2 separate regions of the Zea mays genome follow, and region 2 is linked to region 1. Evidence: chromatin contacts called from public Hi-C data. All regions are on one chromosome and are shown on one strand. Each heading gives the region's core, a stretch centred on a gene start, on an enhancer-like site or on the middle of the called end of the contact. The rest is flanking DNA. Distances are from core to core; before and after follow the strand shown.

What was found. A called contact is a pair of places that touch in the nucleus more often than the background predicts.
Region 2: a contact with region 1 is called in a Hi-C map of ear, with 1.6 times the contacts expected there. The contact joins the promoter of LOC100285109 here to the promoter of LOC103625889 in region 1. A contact is called at or near these places in 2 of 25 Hi-C or Micro-C datasets (ear and root tip).

What each region holds. Positions count from the first base shown.
Region 1 is chr5:8,174,006-8,177,554 of Zm-B73-REFERENCE-NAM-5.0, forward strand. It overlaps LOC103625889 (ATP-sulfurylase 3, chloroplastic-like), which reads left to right and starts at 1,718. Exons shown (of 5, transcript NM_001301566.1): 1 at 1,718-2,423. The coding sequence starts at 1,849.
Region 2 is chr5:8,326,368-8,329,916 of Zm-B73-REFERENCE-NAM-5.0, forward strand. LOC100285109 reads left to right here and starts at 1,594. Exons shown (of 7, transcript NM_001367334.1): 1 at 1,594-1,732. The coding sequence starts at 1,612.

The DNA of each region.
Region 1 (3,549 bases), core at 468-2,967:
GATCAAAAGAAAGTCCAAAGCTCATCAAATAACAAACTCTTTTAAAATTTTCAAAAGTCGCAAGTGGTTTGTTACGGGTTTCGGTTCAAGATAAGAAGAATGTGGTCTAATAATGGGACAAGCTTAAGTCCATAATACCACAGTATATGGGTATTTCACATAGGCAATATATTTCTTTAGTATATATACTTTTATTTGATATCCTTTTGTAACGTATGAATCTTGTCTGTGCATATGCACCCTACCAAGTAGATTGCATTTTACCTTATGTATTATGATTTTTTGCTTGCTTTGTCATAAAAAACGAGGATAGATTATAAGAAGAATAGACCACGACACATTTGATTAAGTTTTTTAGTGTTTGATGAATAATATAATCATTTGCAATAATGTGTGTGCTAGCTTTTATAATTATAGATAAAAAGGATGCAGTGTGGACTTGATAAGAGACAATGAGGTTATCAAGGAGATCAACATCTTAAAGCAAGACATTTAAAGACTCACTAAAGATCTATTAATATAATGCAAGAGTCCAAGACGTAAGATAGAAGAAGTTCAAGCGAAGAAATAAGAAGTCACGGATAAAATATGTTGCAGAGTGTATCGGGCGTGTCAAGTAATACACCTTATGTTGCACCGGACATGTGCAGTGCCTGTGCTCAAGACTGTGCTAAAGAGTGAGTTCATTGTACGCGTACGTGTGCACTAAATGCCACACCAGACAAAACACCTAGTAAGCCATGCAAAGCGTGTGTGGGGTCTACAACGCACCGAATGTATTCGATGGAGACAGCGTACATAGAGAGGGATGCGAATGCAACCAAGTTGGGTAACACTCACCGGATATGTCCGGTGTAGCACCAGATACCCAGGCTTGAATGGTAGACAACGGCTAGTGGGCATGGAACTTGCTTGGACAGTTTAGTGCATCACGGAAATGTATGTTTGATTCCAACTGCTCTTTTGGAGTGGAGAGGCTATAAATACTACCGCAATCGTTCATTCATTGGAAGTTGAGGAACATTGCTAATATATTGAAACTCCAATCATTTAGCTCTAGATACTAAATGCTAAAAGAATCGCTCAATGATTAGCGTATGTACTTTGCAAATTGATTATGTTAATTGGATTGCTACCATAGCACTTGCTGTAGGTTAACTCCTAGTTTTTAGAACTGAGGTTAGACACCCTCCATTTCCTGATGTTTGCGGCTTTGCGCAAGGCATGTCAAATTCAAAAAGAAATAATGAAATTGATTTGGGATAAAAAAAACAAAACTGTCGTCCAACTCCTTGTAGCCTTCGCATAGGGAATACTTCACCCACATCTTTTCTTGATCTCTTTCGATCATGGCCGATGGCTGATGGCTGATGACCACCGTACCACAAACCTGACCTGCGTAGAGAAACCCTTAGCACAAAGACACGTAGGTTCAGACGTTGAAAAGGTGTCATCACACTAACAGCAGTCCAAATCCAACCTGCTCAGCATCCTAAACAAAACACCAAAAGCCAAGCAGGCATGATGCATCCTCATCAACCCCCATTAACCCTGGCTGACCCACGTTGCCCTTCCCCGCCCCGCCCGGCAGACTGTGTTCACCGCGGCCATGTCCCTCCCGCCCCGCAATCCCATCCAGGTTCACGCGCACCCGCCTCCCCTCTTGCCTTTTCCTAATCAAATCACCCACGCAGCCACTGCGAAGGTCCGGTGGTGGCCGCCTTTCACAAAACCAAACAAAACGCACCCGCAATATAAAGAGGAGACCAAGGCGTGAAGTGGAGGAGGCAGAGGTGGACGAGGCGCGCCACCGCCCGAGCCGAATCGAGCTGCAGAAACCACCTTGGCATGGCGACACAGGCCGCTTTCCTCGCAGGGTTCTCGCAGCTCGCCGCGCAGCCGGGCCGCGACCGCGCCGTGGCGGTGGCGGTGGCGCCGGCGCCGGGCCCGGCCCGGGTGGCCGTTGCGGCGGTGGGTAGCGCCAAGTTGGGCGTGAAGGCGGGGACGTCCAGGACCGCGGCGGTGGCGCGCCTCGGGGTGCGGTGCCGGGCCAGCCTGATCGAGCCCGACGGCGGGCGGCTGGTGGACCTGGTGGCGCCCGAGGAGGGCGGGCGGCGCGCGGCGCTGCGGCGGGAGGCGGCGGAGCTGCCGCACCGGCTGCGCTTGGGCCGCGTCGACAAGGAATGGGTCCACGTCCTCAGCGAAGGGTGGGCGAGCCCGCTGCAAGGGTTCATGCGCGAGCATGAGTTCCTCCAAGCACTTCATTTCAATGCCATCCGCGGCCAGGATGGCAGGATGGTCAACATGTCCGTCCCCATCGTGCTCTCTGTCGGGGACGCACAGCGAAGGGCCATCCAGGCCGACGGCGCCACGCGCGTCGCGCTCGTTGACGAGCGCGACCGCCCCATCGCCGTCCTCAGCGAGTAAGACAACCGATTCCCCCTTGCTGCTTGTTTTGTGGGCTTGTCCTGTCGCTGGTCCTATGCCTGTATGTGCGTTGGTAACTGAAGATGATAGAATAGAACATATGAGGATCTCATGGTTGCGCAAAAGAAATAATTGCTGGTAGTTGCCAGCAGGGTTTGGAATTGTGAGCCTGTGCTTCTGGTTAATTAGGTTCATGAATAACCTCTTTAGCTACAAACATACATGAATTCAAAACGCACATGTCTTCCCTCTTTCATAAGGCGCAGAGCTTGGCCCTCTCAACAATGTGTAGGTGCCTTCCATAATTTTACTATGTTAGTACTGATTCTGTTACCGGTCATTTACTGAATGATAAGTACATAACTTGGTATTGCAGAGCTAACTGTTGTTAGGTGAAATTTCTATCAAGTAGAATCATCTTGACAACAAACATGTTTTTTATAGGAGGTGGTTTCCTCTTTTGTCAGTTGTACTATTACAGCTAGAAATAGCTTCCTACTATATCAAGATATCTGTCTGTATGTGTTGGTCGTTATCAGCCAAGTCGCAGTTGGTCTAGGCCAATAGACATACCCTCGGACCTCGGATCTCGGACTCACTGTATTATTCTAAATCTTAGATCACTTTCTCTAGTAGATAACTGTGTTTCACATTTTCTCCGCGTCCTAGTATTATAGATATATTCATTCATTTAAAAGTGTAGCTTGATAATAACCTTACATGTCAGTATGTCACGCTAATAATAATACTGTGTTTCACATTTCGCCGCGTCCCAGTATTATAGGTATATTCATTTAAAAGTGCCATGTGATAAGATCCTCACATGTCATGCTAATAATTTTATTTCATCCCCTTGTTTTTCACAAACTCCTAAGAGTGTCAAATCATCAGAGAGAAGAGGGAAATAGAATGTCAGTTTTACAGGTGTAGTTATCAAACGTTAGTGGCGTGGTAACGTCATCCATGTATGTCTCTGTGCCTCTGTAATCTCAAGCCATGAGAAAAACACATTCTTTATTGTAGATATCTATCCGATTGCTAATGAAAACAATGACGTTCATGTTAATTATTGCATAACCTGTTGGTATGACAAGTAAGTATCAGTTTTAATTTCACTCCCTG
Region 2 (3,549 bases), core at 344-2,843, 150 kb after region 1:
TATTCATACCCACTACCCATCATGGTACAAAATTACGTCATACTCATACCCATTAACATTATGATAGACATGATCATTTGAATCGCAATAATAAGTACCAGCATAACAAATGTATCGAACCCAACATAATTTTATCACAGGTTCAACAATATTCAACATTAAATGGCAACGTCATGCCTTCAAATCACACAAAACATAGCATTGATTCTTAGGGTTAGCAAATAGCGAGAGCAAATTCATTTTATATGAGACATATAAATCCGGACCCACGTGTCATATATTAGCGGGTTCCCTATCGGGTAGCGGGTATGGGGGCAACAGAGAACATACCCACGCCCACCGTACCCGATGGGCATAACAAATGACCCAATAAAATACCCATGTGTATCAAAATCCGTCATACCCGTGCCCTAATAGGGTTTTTACTCATCGGGTTTCGGGTACCCATTGCCATCCCTAGAGGGAACTAGTTGTTTTATACATTCTAGTACCCATTTTCTGGCACATCAGAATTTATTATTACTTCCTCTGTTTTTTCTATCTTTATTAGATAATATAAAACTACTTTCATAATTTATAATTTACATATTATATTTCCACAAGGATTTTTTTAACAGGTGGAGGTGGTCAATAATAGTAGTAGTAGCTTGACTAACAACAAAGCTAACATGGCGTATAAAACTACAAATAAAAACGGATGAAGTACCCCTTGAACCATGTTATGTTAAAAGTTAGTTTAGAAACTCAAATTCTGAACCGAGGGGGTTAAAGGAGAAATTTGTTAGGTGTGACGGCGAGTTAGCTGAAAATTTTCGAGAATGTTTGGAAGTGAAGTATATTTTACAATTTCAATGCGATACAATGGTTTTGAATAATACCGTAGTATTTTATGTGATGAGGTGTCTGGTTGCAATTTTAAAAATTATGTTTTAAAAATTATGATAAACTAGTTAATATGATATTTTTGGAGTATTGAAAACTCCACTTCAACTCAAAGTTTTCATGGCACGATTAGCTTTTAACTGATATCATAATTTATAATGTTGTATTTAAAACAATGTTTTTTTAAAACATGATATTTTTGGAGCTGATAAAACTACGGTATTGTCATGATAATTATAAAACATAGTATTATAAAACTATGATTTTGAGAAACATGGTTGCTAAAGGCGGTGAGTGAGATCGTTTTCTCGCATGGAGGAAAAAAAAGTGCCCAACATATGTCTTCCTACGTGGCGCGTGACAGAGCTAGCTCCTGGACGACTGGCCCGTGGGGCCTGGGGCTGCGCCGCTGCGCTACGGGCACCCGGCGACGCCCACACGAAATCCACGGCTACCCCTCTATTTATACACACGACTCTTCAGCCCGTTCTCCTTCGCGCACCCCGCGCCTCGCCGGAGCTCCGCCGCCGCCGCTGTCCGATTCCGCAGCAGAGAAGCCACCAACACCGCCGCACGTCCGTGGATTGTCCTCAGATACGCCTCCCCGCGCCGCGTCTTCCTGAGGCCGAGGCTCCGACGCAGCCGAACCCGTGCATCCCACGGGTCCGGAGGAGGAAGAGGAGGAGGGAGGAGCTGCTGCTCGGCGGCCGCCCAGGACGAGCCTAAGGGATGAGGGCCGCGAGGCGGTTGGCCCGCGTGCGGCGGGAGGCGCTTGCCGCGTGCATGACGTGCCCGCTCTGCCGGGGACTTCTCAGGGAGGCCACCGCCGTAGCCCTGTGCCTCCACACATGTAAGTTCCCTCTCCTCTCTCCCTTCCTGGCCGTCTCTGTCCCGTTCGTTCGTTCGTTCGAGCTCTCTATCCGCGTCCGCGCTGGAGGCCGGCATGGTTTCCCCACCCGCGCCGCCCCCTCGTGGTCGCGGACTCGCGGGAGCTCATCTCCGCGCGTTTGCGTCCTTCGCTTTGGTGTCAGATTCTTCTTGTTCTCTCGTTCAGATTCTCCCGGCGATCGGGCTGGCGTCCGATGCGAGTTCTTTGGTCCCAGGAGGGTGGCGAACGCGCCGCCTTTCGCGTGGATTGTGGTCGTGCCTTTCGTCGCGCGCGTCCATCTCGTACGTGGTGGTGGTCACCTTCCGCCGCGTTCGCGTTTGCTTCCCCGTGGCCGGCGTTGCCGTTGCCCATTGGAGAGTAGGAGCTCATCGGGAGCCGGGGTTTCGTGCCCAGCGCTCCCGGTGATGGTTCTTCTTCCCACGTCGCCACGGTGCATCTAGTGTTCTCTCTGCTCGTTGTTGACGATCCCGAGGTGTCCCGTTGCGCCCCCCTTGATCTGCACGAGGTCCAAAAGGCGCGGGCTTTCTCCTGAACCGCGTCTGCTTTGTCGACGCTGAGGCGCTGAGCTACGCGCCAGCTGCCGCGGGAGCTACCCGGGACGGCCCCGAGCTCCCGTCTACGGCGCGCCCGCGTTCGGTTTCTCGCCACCGCTGTGTACCTTACCTCGTTCCAGTGTGCTCGGTTCTTGACATGCCTGTCTGCCGAGTTGGCAATGCTGCGAAGCAGCGGCACTCAGGCGGCTCCCAGCGTTCGGTTTCTCGCCACCGCTGTGTACCTTACCTCGTTCCAGTGTGCTCGGTTCTTCCCATGCCTGTCTGCCGAGTTGGCAATGCTGCGAAGCAGCGGCACTCAGGCGGCTCCCAGGTTTCATCAACGCCGCTGCAGGCTATTCGCTGTCTTGACTCGGAACAACCGTTGGGACGCCGGAAGCGTGCCGCAAGTTATCTTGGCCCTGAGCATACCCTCGGCGGTGACCGCCGGTGGCACACATCCTCGTGGTTCTGTCTCCCATTCACGATCCCTGACGGGGTGATCGAACAAGTTTCGGTGCATGGACGAACGCTTGCGGACCGCTGAGCTTTTAGTGCCATGGGAAAAGGCTGTAAAGCGGTGGCACTTGTTGCAGAATGTATGGGTGTCATGCATCGAGGCATTCTAGAAGCTTCCTGTCTGTTCGTTAACGGTCGGGAAGTTTAAGAAGGGTGCCATTCTGGCCTGCTTCTGATTAGAAACGTGGTCTCCGATCAGCTGGAGTACTCATGCTTATTATTGATAGAATGGGAATTGGATCTCAGTTGGATGCTGTGATCACTGCCTTCTAGTCCGTAGTATTTATTTGTTGAAGAGTTGGGACTTGTATAAGGAAATTAGTTGCAGTGTTCATGCTATATGGTTTGATCTGCAGTTCTGCAGCATTCTTTGATCGATAAAACATTTCTTGGTTTCATTGAATATATTAAGTCAGGCAATGCTGCTGCACCATGAATGTATCATAGATGTGAACCATGGTGGAACACATTACAGCACATATTCTAGATTTGTAGTAGCAACCAGAGACCAAAGGAAACACTTCACTGGGCAGGAGCTAGTCGCCGCACGGCAATCGTCGTTTCGGCTGCTTAACCTGCATCGTGTTGTGTTTTGCTCTCTTTGATTCCTCTATGTTGCTGAAATCCTTGCTGCGTTGTGCTAGCAGCTTCTTGTAATCTGTGGTTTGCCACAACATTATAGGCAGGAGTTTGCAGAGTTTGTGACAAACATTGCAAGTTACTAGTTAC